Regions from separate parts of the Mus musculus genome. Here all the other regions are linked to region 3. A link is a contact called in public promoter capture Hi-C data. All regions are on one chromosome and are shown on one strand. The core of a region is the stretch at or near the end of the contact, and the rest is flanking DNA. Distances in the headings are between cores, read along the strand shown. Region 1 holds the start of 4930557J02Rik (RIKEN cDNA 4930557J02 gene). Region 2 holds the start of Tmem129 (transmembrane protein 129). Region 3 holds the start of Nrbp1 (nuclear receptor binding protein 1).

Region 1 (4,057 bases), core at 376-2,875, 2.9 Mb before region 3:
GCAGTCATTCTTTTATGGTCTCTGCTTCAGTTTCTCCCTCCAGGTTCCTGCCCTGACTTTCCTTGATGATGGAATATAACCTATAAGAGTAAATAAACCCTATTCTTCCAAAGTTGCTTCTGGTGTTTTATCTCAGCAACAGGAAGCAAACTAGAACAGAACCTGAATTCCAGTCTTGGTGTTGGTGTGGGAAGTGCTTTTTTCCACTGAGCCACCTTCCATAAGAAACTCTTCTGATGTTTGTCTTACCAAGATAGACTTTAGCCAGCCTGTATTTCTCCCCATGAGAAGGCAGGGTAGCCATTAGATCACTTCATCCTAGATGTATCCTTCAGCATGTGCCAGGGAGGTCCCCATATTCCATTTTCTACCATTCTTAACTTCTTCATTCTCATTCTTGTGTCCCTTATCAGTTTTACCTAAGCCAAGACCCAGTGCTGTTGGCACTTTGACCTCCCTACCATTTTGGTCTCCTGTTCTAACAAATCAAGGCCAAGCCACATAACTTTCAAAGCACTATACAGTGTCTATCAATGGAGCCAGGCAAGCAAAATCCACCTATACACCATCACTCAGTGTGCATGTCTACTGGACTCCTGGTTTCTTCCTTTCTTACCCCATCAAAGAGCTCTTTTTAATGTATTGTACTTTTTCCATAAAGAGGAACTTGGGCTTAGTGGTTTAGGGCTTCTGGCAGTAGCAAGATACAGTATCAGAACCCAACCTTACCATCTATTTGGTGTGACATATCTGAATCCAAGTCTCTTCATCTTCATACTGGATGGAGTGCCTGCCTTGTAGTAGTGTGACTAAGTTTCAGTGTGGCAACCTTGTGAAATGGTAGCCTGGTATCTGCTATGATAAATGTTAACTGTTATCCCAGATTCAGAAGTTCATAAGGTGATGGAAGAAGCTGCAGTTTAGCACGTGTGGGTCCTTCTGTGAAAGGTGTGTGGGTAGGCTGCTTGCCCAGAACATCTCTTGAGCAGGTTGCACAAGTTGTGGGTGGAGAAGAGTAGACATGCAAGAGCATATGCCATCCTCAGCAGTGTGGGTAGGAGTGGCACCGTGCAATGGCAGAAGGAAAGACCTGGCATGCCGAGAGGTGGAACACTTGGAGGCTTGGACCAGGTCCAGTGTGTGTATTCTGCACAGGAGCTTCAGGAGTAGAAGCTTTTCTCAGAGATGAGCCCTGAGTCAAAGCTTCACAGTGTATGAAATACACATAAGAAGTAATGCCCACCTCATAGGATTCACTAGTTAATCGAGGTGTGTATATACTACATAAGGATAGATAGAATTTGATATTACAATATTTTTCCAAGACCCAAATTACTATCTAAATGGTGAATTTTCTTTTGTTTAGGAACATACTGTTTTGGACACTGAGGTGTAAATGTCCCGTTGTTTGTTTTAATGCCAAGGACTTTGTGAGAACAGTGCTGCAGCTCTATGGTGAAGATGGCAGTTGGAAGCATGGTAAGTCACCATTCTCATTGTCTCTAAGACTTAGAAAAGTGGTCAGGCCACCATGTCACCTGCTCCAAGGGCTCTTGGCCACACAGACACTGCTTCTTCACCTGCCATGGACACTTCCCCTCCTATGTCTGGACTCTTCTTATATTTGTACCAGTTTATACTCCTTTAGTGTAAAGAATGACCGCTGAAACACAGTCACAATGGGCTTTGTTGTTATCATCAATGGATACAGATACTAAGATCTACAACCCAGAGAGTACCAAACAAGACAGTATAAAGGGTAGGGAATAGCTGCTATATGCCTTTAATCTCAGTACTCAGAAAGCAGAGGCTAGAGGGTCTCTAAGTTTGAGGCCAGCTTGGTCTACAGAGAGAGTTCTAAAATAGCCAGGACTTCACCAAGAAACCCCATCTTGAAAAATGAGAGAGAGAGAGAGGTAGAGAGAGAGAGAGAGATAGAGAGAGAGAGAAAGACAGAGAGACAGAGACAGAGAGAGACAGAGAGACAGAGACAGAGAGACAAAGACAGAGCGACAGAGAGAGCGAGCGAGCATTGTCAGGTATGGGTTCCATTTCATGGAATGGGACTTAAATCCAATATAAAAGTACTTTCAGAACCTTTTTGCCACTATTGTATCAGAATATCTTGTAGTCATGCCGCTATTGTAGGTAACAGGGTTTATAGCTGGGTGATATTAGCAATTGTCTTTAACCCTTGTCAGGGGGCAGAGTAATTATGAACACGTAGGGGTTAAGCTTCTGGTTTGGCACCAGCTGGACTTCTTCACATTCAGTAACATAAATATATGTTGTTTGCAACAGTAGGGCTTTACCACCTTACGGTGGAAAACAGTCATGGCCTTGGTAATAGTCTCTGATGTTTGGAGGGATTCCATGGGACCCCTTTGGCCAACAACTCAAAAATATATAGCTTTTTCCTGGCACTGGAAATTTTACTTGGTGGCATTATATGGTGATTCCATTTAGATTCATTCCATATATGCCTATATTAGGAAGCTTCTACAATAGTGGGTTTCCATATGACTTTTCAAATGCCTTTAGTGTTAGGTGTACCTCTCATAGTCCCTACTTAACTTGGATCTTCCATCCTCTGTCCCATCGAATCCTTCTGGTTTAGTTCCCCTTCTCCCCACAGCACTATATTGTATTTCCCCTTTCTTGGAAGATCCTCTCTATCCCACTGACCTTACCTAATGTCTGTAGTTATTTGAATTTTAGTACACATATCAAAAGCTTAAAAACTTAACATCCACATATAAGAGGAAACATGTAGTATTTGTCTATTTTGGGTCTGGCTTATTCACTTGGGAATTTTTTTCTCTATCTCTATCCTTTTAACCTTCAGATTTCAAATTTTCACTGGTTTTTAAACAACTGAATGATATTCCATTGTGTAAATGTGCCATAGTTTCATTTTCCATTTATCAGTAGATGGACATCTTGGCTGTTTCCAATTTCTGGCAATTATGAATAGTACAGCAGTGAACGTAATTAAGCTAGTGTCTCTATAGTAAGATGTAGAGTCCTTTGGATATATGCCCAAGAGTGGCATAGCTGGATCTTGAGGTAGATCTATTCCCAGCTTCCGGAGGAACCTCCACACTTATTTCCACACTGGCTGAATTTACTCCCACAGCAATGAATAAATGTTCTCATTTGCCAGAATTCTTGTCAGCATTGTCAATTGTTTTATTGATGTTGGACATGCTGACTGGGGTAAGATGGAATCTCAGAGTAGTTTTAATTTACATTTCCCTAATGGCTAAGGATGTTGCACATTTCTTTAAATGTTTCTCAGTCATTTGTGTTTCATATTTGGAAAACTCTCTGCTTAGTGTAAAGATGGGAAACAATTGCCTGTAACTTGAATGAATGCTAAGTGACCTTTTCCTTTGCAGTTGCTGATTTTGTAGGACTAGATCCCAGAGTTGCTGCATGGCTCATAGACCCCAGTGACACTGCACCTTCATTTGAAGATTTAGTAGCAAAACACCTAGAAAAGTCCATCACAGTCAAACCAAGCAGCACATTCAGAGAAGCCTCAAGAAATACTTTGGTAAGATGTTTAAGATAAGGTTCTGTCTACCTTAATATAGCCCTAACTTTTCCCACTTCATAAACAATCTAATAGTAACCAGAATATAGCCAGCACCCATTTTCATGTCATTGTCCTATCCAAATCCTTTATTGCTGAGGTGTTTCTGGTAGAGGTCAATGAATAAAGATGAGAGATTTCCAGGCATGTCTCATTATAGTATACTTTTATGGATTCTCTAGTGTCAGTAGCACCTCCTCTGTGAGCAGAGGACTGTCCTTTTGTAAATCTTTAGCACTAGTGACATGTTCTTGTTGACTGACTTTTGGGGACAGCCACCTCAGTCTAGGTAGAGAAGACAAGGTGAGTTTCTTCAAGCCCTCTTGTGCTGTGGATACCCCTGGTCTTCAAAAGCTACCTCTCCTGAAGGAGATATGTTAGCGAGCAGTGCAGTCACAACCATGATCCCCCTTCTCAGCCACATGGTGGAACACTACAGATGAACATTCAGTTGTGAGAACC
Region 2 (3,678 bases), core at 424-2,923, 2.4 Mb before region 3:
AGGGGCCTTTCCTCTTGTTCTGATGTCTTCATGGTGCAGGAGTGACTAGGGGTGGGGCAGGGAACATAGGAAGTTTTGTTGCTGCTGCTGCACCTGTCCTTCTGAGAACAAGTATGGGGTCAAATCACCTATGGGAGATGATAAAGCTCAAGTTGACTGATGGTCTCTGAGGTGAAGTTTGAAGGTTGAAGGAGAAAGAAACATCTCCCACCTCGAACAGTGCATGGACAGAAGTGTACAATCAAGCGATCATGACTGGAAATATGCATTGCTGAACCAAATTGTATAGGTATAGGCATGAGGTCATTCTGGTAGCTAAAGTTGAGGAAAAAGGCCTTAGCCTTAAAGGACTCTGTTCAGAGAAGGATGCAATAGAGAAGGGAAACTTATCAGGACCATCTGGAGTTGGAAAGAAAGCGTTTCCAAGAGAAGCCATTTATTTTGAAGTTGTGGTCAGGCTGTACGGAAGGAGGACTTAGAGGCACAGACCCAGGAACAAGAAATATCCCTGGGTTCAGGAAGACAGACGACAGACAGAATAGTTTCGCAGAAAAGATGGAGTAAGAGACTTGGGGCGACGGATGTCCCTGGCTCTGAGACGCGATTCTCCTACACGACACGCTCGACCAGAACAGGAACCAGCACGGCCTCTTTGGAGGCCATCAACTGGGTCAGACCGAGATCACTGGCAGGCCGGCCTGCAAAGCCCAGCCCACGGGCAGGTTCCTGTCCTGCCTAGGAGGCTAGGTGCATCCCCTGAGTTTAGAACAGAGGAGGCTGGAGTGAGGGGTGGGTCCTCAACAAAGGGAGAGAGCGAAGCTGCGGAAGACAGGAACGGTAACTCAGCTCGCAGGAATCAAGTTCCGTGGGGCTGATCCCCACCCTGCGCCCGAGGGAAATAAAAAATCGCCGTTTCCCTTACCTGACTACGGTTGCCAAGCCCTGGGCCCGCGCGGACGCCCACCGCAAGGGAGGAGCGCCGTGCCCGCTTCGCGCTAAGAAAACGGAGCAGGAGAAACCCAGCCGAAGGAACCCCAACAAGGTCCGCTCTCGCAGTCCCGGAACGTCGTCCGCTACGCCCGCCCCAGATTCAAATACCGAAAGTTGGCGTTCCACAGCCAATCAGCGCGTTGGAGAAGAGGCTTCCGTAGAGCCACCTGTGGCCAATTGCAAGCCATACTGGTCCCGCCCTTCTTGCGCAGGGAGTTCCGCTTCCGGGACTGAGGGCACAGTGGGAGCGTTGGGGCGTATGGGAACTGTGGTCTAGCATCGGGGGCCGAGAGGGCTTGTTGGTAGCCAGTGACTGTGAGAGCCATCATGGCCCAGAAAATCTCATGGTCGGCCGCGAATGCGGTTGGAAACCAGTTCGCCCTGGCTCGGTTTTTCTCAGCTGTTAAATGGACCCAGTTGCAGTGTCTCCTCCGAGCTGTTTGTAAGGGAGAAGTTGAACCCTTACGGGGGGTGTCTGGGCGGCTCACAGCTTGTGGGTCAGCGTAGGGTCCGAGAACTCCCCACTCAGAATGCCGGGGGCGGCCTCGCGAGACTCTGACTCCCAGGGTGCCCTTCGGGTCAACCCAACAGGGAAATTGTCTCCCACAGTGCCCCGCGGGCAGCCTGAGGAGGGGACTCCATTTCCTAGAATGCTTTGCGGGTGCCTGGACAGGAGGCGCTCAGATTCGCAGGATGCCCCGCCAGTAGCCGGACTTGGACTCCGTTTCCCAGAGTGCCCCGCGGGCGATCTGACGGCGGTGGCTGCGGCAACAAACCAACTGTCCAGAACTGGACTCTCCTGCCTCTGCACGGCCCAGTGAGCGGTGGCGGGATGGACAGCCCTGAGGTGACCTTCACGTTGGCCTACCTGGTCTTCGCAGTGTGCTTCGTGTTCACGCCCAACGAGTTCTACTCGGCCGGGCTCACAGTGCAGAATCTGTTGTCGGGCTGGCTGGGCAGCGAGGACGCCGCCTTCGTACCTTACCACCTTCGCCGCACTTCCGCCACACTACTGTGTCACTCACTGCTGCCGTTAGGTGAGCCTCCTGTGTGCCGGCCGGTGGTTGGCGCTTAACCGGGCGCTTGGAGACTCCAAGGGTGAGGAACTGGAGCAGAAGCCGGTCAAGATCATGAACAAGCAAGCGGGATCTCTGCAGCCCTGGCTGTGAGCTGAGCGCTCTAGAGCACCATACGCTCTTCCAGTTGGGAGGCGGCGGCCCTGGCGCTGTCCTGCGAGTGGTGCTCGGGTGGGGCTAAGCTCCAGTCTTTGACATCACTGCGGCTGGAGTGCAGAATCGTTCAGCCTGCTTGCTATGTTGGACGATTTCTATAGGAAAGAGCTCCTGTTGATTTCATTACAACAGGGGTTGGAGAGATCCCAGGGGAAGGTGGGTGTAAGAAGAGCAGGCAGAGATGAAGACGGTCAAGGTTGGGAATGTTAATGGAGCGTTTCCTTTGCCGGGCTAGGTCTATGGCCCTGTCCAAGGCCATGGTATGTGGTGCCCCAAGTGCTAGTGGGACCTCGGAGAGGCCCATCTGTTGGCTGATTGGAGGAAAGGTTGGGGAAACTGCTGGAATATAGCAGTGATTGAAGTCTGGGATCCAGATGAAGGAGACCTTTGGAAGCTACAGGGACAGGGAAAGATAGATCTGGGAGAACACATGTCTGCTTGTCTGTCATACTTGCAGCTCTGGGCACAGGAATGATTGGTGTGAAGCAGCTGCTTAGGCTCCAGAGAGGCAGAGGCAGGTGTGGTAATAGAAACACTCAGATCTGTTTTGAGAAGAAGGAGGGTGGAGAGGACTCCTTTGGAGAACTGGAGATGGAGTTGGCATGGTCATGTAGTTTGGTTTGGAGACCTAGTTAGTACACTGCAAGGCATATCAAGAGTGTGGGGCTCTAAGGCAGGACTCCTGACCAAGGGCTGTCCAGTGGGCACTCCCATACCAGAACAAGGAACCCAAAGTTAATAAGCACAAGTCACTCAGGGAGGTCATATTGAGAGCAGACAGACGGTGGAGCTGTCTTCTGTTGCTACATAACAAGTTATTTTAACATGTAGTGAATTGGCTAGAAGTAAACAGTTACTATTGTTTTTTGCAGATTGGAGCCTGCTCAAACAGTACCTTACCATCTGCAGATCATTTTGATGTTCAAGTTGCTCCCTGTTGGGTTAACAGGGCTCTGAAACTGGTTTCTCTGTTCTAGCAAGGTGCCCTATCACTGGGTACTTGCTCATTTTCTTGTTCAGTGTCCCAGCTTTGAGATGGGCTATGTTGGCTCTGCCTCCTCAGAGGAGGCAAAATTGAGATACCAAGATACAGCCCAAAGAACTGTCTCAAGTAGGCCAGTGGTCAGTTTATGTAAAGTCGTTTCCTTTTGGTTTTCTAGGAAATTTTTGTTTATTTGTTTGTTTTTCTTTGTGTATCCATGGCTGTCCCAGAACTAGATCAGTAGATGAGGCTGGCCTCAGATCCACCTGCCTCTGCCTCCTGAGTGCTGGGATAGAAAGCATGAATCACCACTAACCAGCAGCTTTGATTTTATTTGATTTCTACTTGGCTTTGTCTGTGAAGTTATAGTAGTAAATTGCAAATACTTTCCTCTAATATGAGGTACCATTGCTCTGGCTAAGAGCTGAGGCAGGCCTGCTGTGGAGGTGAAGGGGTAAAAGCAACGTGTCCTGG
Region 3 (4,106 bases), core at 320-2,819:
AGTCAGTTCAGAATACCTAAGACCTGCAATCAACACCAGAATGGCCATACAACTCTCTTGCGACCCTTTCTACGCATCTCTCCCCAGCCTATACAGTTTTATCTGAATCGAGGGACTTGTATTAACGCTCTAGTAAACGCAAAGAACACTACGGGACGGGGGCGGGGGAGGGGAAATCTGGTAGGATACTTCCCCACTTTAATTTCTAAGGAAAGTCCTTGAAAGCCTCCTCAGTCTGCCAAGACAGCTATTAGTTGCGTGCATGTCTTAATAAACCACTAAAAAAGATGAGTTAAGGATCACTTTTTCCTCCGTCCCCTATCAAAGAGCTAAGAAAATAATAAAGTCTGTTTCAGCTACATTCGCAGAATGTGCATCCAATCTGAACGGATAAGTGAAAGTCTAGCGAGATACAGAATATACTCTGGAACGTCAAAGCCCATGGAATCTAAAACTACAGGACCAAGGAAACAGGCAGCCCCTCCACGGGGCACTTAGAGAAAAGATGAACTGTCATCAGAGACAAACATCCAGAAAGCACATTGCCCTCCCAATCATGTCCCAGAAGGTAAAATAAGAGCAGTGCCTAAAGATCTCCAAGCACTCCCGCAAGAGATGCAGAAACGTGTGCAACACTGGGGGTTCTGCCTCAGAGCTGCTGGCAGTTTTAACAGGGATCACTGTGGAAAAGCTCATTTGCATCGGTGAGGGTATCTCCTCGAAGCCTCTAGCTACCCTGAGGACGCATAGTACATTCACTACAGGGCATTGTCTGTCATCTCGCAAAGTTGTTCTCCCGGCTTCCATTATTAGTTGAAAGCCCTCTGCACATCACCCCGCATAGCTCGCAGCCACAGGCCGCTCTGAGGAAACCCAGAAAGCCTCTGAGGTCAACAGAACTGCTCAGTCGGAGAGAATGCAAGCTCGGAGGGAGGAGGCCCTCAGCTTGTCAACACTCCAACAGGTCGCCCGGCCAGTATCTGGAAGGAAGCGGCGGCGGACAGACAGTGGCCGGCCAGGAGACCGAGCACCACAGCCACCTCATCAAAGGCCAGCCCTGCCCCGCCGTCAGGCCGCAGACCACGCCCCCGCGCTCGGCGCGCCGCCCCGCGAGCAGGCCCGGCCCGGACGCCGCGCTTCCTTCCGCAGGCCCTCGGGCCCGGGCCCCCGCCCCGCCCCCGCCCGCGCCGCCTGCCCCGCCTCTCGCGGCCAGAGTTCCAAGAGAACGCCGGGGCCCCCCGACCCGCGCCCGCAGAATTCCGGGCCGCCGCGGCCACGCCGGAGACACCAGGAGGGCGGGCGGCGCCCTGGGGCCAAGGTGGCCCCTCAGCTGCGACGGGCCGGGCTAGGTCGGGCCTGACTCCCGAGAAAGCAGGGCCGCCCGACAGCACCCGCCGGCCGCGTCCTGCCGGCCCGCGGCTCGGGGTCATCCTGCCGCCCTTCCGCGAGCCCCTCCCTCCAGGGCCTCTTTCTCCGGAGCTCACCTCCCGACTCCGCGCCCGCAGCCTGCGCTTCAGCTCCAGCTCGGGTTCCGGGGCCTCGGATCCCAGCGACTCCCTCACAGCTGCGCTCCGCAGCGCAACCGAACTGCGGGCCCCGCCCTCGCGGCGTCCGGACCAACAGTGGGCGGTGCCGCACCGCCGCCAGGTTTCCATTGGACAGGGCAGCGGGGGGCGGTTCCCACAGACCGAGGCTCTCAAGGCAGTCTACTGCCGGGTCTCCTCCCCTTGCGGGGTTCCGGCAGACTGCCTGCCAGCGTTGTCTTCTTGTCTCTCTGTCCATCCTCCTCCCAGTCGAGGTGCCCCCAAGTAATTCTGCCGGACGAAAGGAAGGCCTTCTCTCTCTTCTTGAAAGCGCCATGACAGTCCTAATCCTCTAAGAAGACAAAAGGAACGGAAGACGCAGCCTTTCAATCTGAGGAACGAACCCACCCACATTCCCCATTTGGGAAAGAGACAGTGCACTGGTCATCAAATTTTCAGAAAGCTTTTTTTTAATCGCTTAACATGAAAACTAATAGTTGCTGATTTGCATAACATTATTTACCCAGACATAACCTGATTCGACCCACATAAGGGAGAACTCATTGAAGTTATCCAATGATAGTTGGCAAATTCGAAAAAGAAACAAAACAAAACAAAAAAAAAAAGTTACTCAAATTTAAGTTGACATGAGTCCAAAATAGAATCCGAAGTAAGAAGATCCATCAAAACTGTCTTTGAAAAGGTATTATTTGGAAAGAGTTTACATTGTCTGTGAGTGTAAAGAATTACAATAGATTCTGGGTAAGCCATTGATCTTAGAAAGTTAAAGGCAGAATTTAAGAGATGTATAATACCATTATACATGTATTATCAAGGAAGAAGGATGAATCATCTGAATCTGAGAATGTCACAATCACCAATTTTACTCTCCTTAAAGGGACTAGTTAATCCTAGTTCACGGGTTCACACAGAAATCCTATAGAGACTCATTTTTTTCTCATCTCTTCACTTTAAAATGCTTGCTTTAAAAACTGAAATTTCAACAAGCATGCCAGAGAGATCTCTGTGAATTCAAGGCCAACCAGGGCTACATAGTCTCAAAAACAAACTTTTTTTTTCACCCAGCATAGTAATGCATACCTGTAATCCTATCACTCAGTAGGCTAATGCCGTGAGTTCAAGGTCAGCATAAGCAATAGAGCAACAACACTGTGTCAAGACAAAATAGAATTCTGATGTTGGATTAAAAGATGCACTTACCTAAAATGTATAGCACACCATTTCAAAGTTTGTTCTAGTCTCAGAAGGGTGCTCATCCTCTCCAGATTAGCCTTTCTGCCAAAGCCATTGTAACTCCTGAGCCATGGCAAGCATTCATGACATATCTGTTCATGCTACTTTAGTTCCTATTATTTTCTGTCAGTACTATTTCAAATGTGCACAGAGGATCTTTTGGCAACCTCATTTTCAGTTATTTTCTCATGTATACCTAAAATGACCAACTGCTGCCTACATTTTTACCACCTCACTTATGTTTCCTGATTACAAAAGTAATAAATACTAGCCAGATGATGGTTGTGCATGCCTTTAACCCCAACACTCCGGAGGCAGAGGCTGGTGGATATCTGTGCACTTATAGCCAGCCCGGTCTACAGAACAAGTTCTAGGACAGCCAGGGCTACAAAGAGAAATCCTGACTTGGAAAACCAAAAGCAAACAAAAAATAATGAATGCTTATTATAAAAACTCAGAAATTAGCTTGACTGTGGCCCAAGCCTTTAACCTCAGGACTCAGGAGGCAGAGGCAAGAGGATCTCTGAGTTCAAGGCCAGCCTGGTCAATAGAGTTGAGTTCTAAGACAGCCAGGTCTACACAGAGAAACCATGTCTGTGAAAAACAAAAACAAAAAAGAAATTGATATGGAGACAGAGCCTAGCAATTAAGAGCACTCTCTGCTTTTGTAGATAACCCTGGTTTGGTATATATACATGGCAGCTCACAATTATCTGTAGCTCCAGTCTGAGAAAATCTGGCACCCTCTTTTGACCTCCATGGAACCTAGGCATGCATACAGTATACGGAAGCAAACACTCATAAGCATCATAAGCATTAAAATAAATCTTTTGAGCTGGGTGTGGTGGCTCTTGCTGATAATCTCAGCATCAGGAGCCAGAGACAGGAGGATCTCTGAGTTAGAGGCCAACCTAGTGCGCAGAGGGAGTTCCAGAACCGTCAGGCCTTCCAGAGAAACACTGCCTCAGTAGTATAATAACCAAACATACCTTTGTTTAAAGCCACTAAAAACCAAGAATCTCAAAAATATTTCAGTATAATATATATACATACATGGTGACTTCTATGAATCAGGCATTTTTTTTTAAGTTTTATTTAGTGTGTGTCCAATAAGCATGTTGCTGGTCCCCAGACAGTTTTAATGGGCTTGTGTTAATTTAATACCCATAGCAATCACATATTTATTAACAATTATTTTAGCAGCCCCTTATAATCCTACTACCTTCAAATAATTAAGATGTTCCTTTGGAGCTAGACATGGTAACACGTGTCTTTAATGCCAGCACTTGGTAAGCAGAGTCAGACAGACCTCTGTGAGTTTAGAACAGC

The links. Promoter capture Hi-C pulls out the DNA fragments that hold promoters and counts their contacts. Capture Hi-C pulls out chosen DNA fragments and counts their contacts.
Region 1: a promoter capture Hi-C map of liver shows a contact between it and region 3, with 6 times the contacts expected there. The contact joins the promoter of 4930557J02Rik here to the promoter of Nrbp1 in region 3. A contact is called at or near these places in 2 of 39 promoter capture datasets (hippocampal neurons and liver).
Region 2: a contact with region 3 is called in a promoter capture Hi-C map of liver, with 3 times the contacts expected there. The contact joins the promoter of Tmem129 here to the promoter of Nrbp1 in region 3. A contact is called at or near these places in 6 of 39 promoter capture datasets (the 3T3-L1 cell line, the C10 cell line, erythroid cells and 3 more), 8 of 115 datasets of contacts at active chromatin or transcription factors (acute myeloid leukemia, astrocytes, embryonic forebrain and 5 more) and 1 of 9 other capture datasets (liver).

The regions. Positions count from the first base shown.
Region 1 is chr5:34,116,308-34,120,364 of GRCm38.p6, reverse strand. It overlaps 4930557J02Rik (RIKEN cDNA 4930557J02 gene), which reads right to left and starts at 1,625. Exons shown (of 4, transcript NR_040703.1): 1 at 1,244-1,625; 2 at 730-1,158. It overlaps Poln (DNA polymerase N), which reads left to right. Exons shown (of 25, transcript NM_181857.4): 6 at 1,367-1,479; 7 at 3,399-3,556.
Region 2 is chr5:33,655,972-33,659,649 of GRCm38.p6, reverse strand. Tmem129 (transmembrane protein 129) reads left to right here and starts at 1,673. Exons shown (of 4, transcript NM_026698.3): 1 at 1,673-2,027. The coding sequence starts at 1,823. It overlaps Tacc3 (transforming, acidic coiled-coil containing protein 3), which reads right to left and starts at 1,522. Exons shown (of 15, transcript NM_001040435.3): 1 at 923-1,522.
Region 3 is chr5:31,238,381-31,242,486 of GRCm38.p6, reverse strand. Nrbp1 (nuclear receptor binding protein 1) reads right to left here and starts at 1,569. Exons shown (of 18, transcript NM_147201.2): 1 at 1,485-1,569.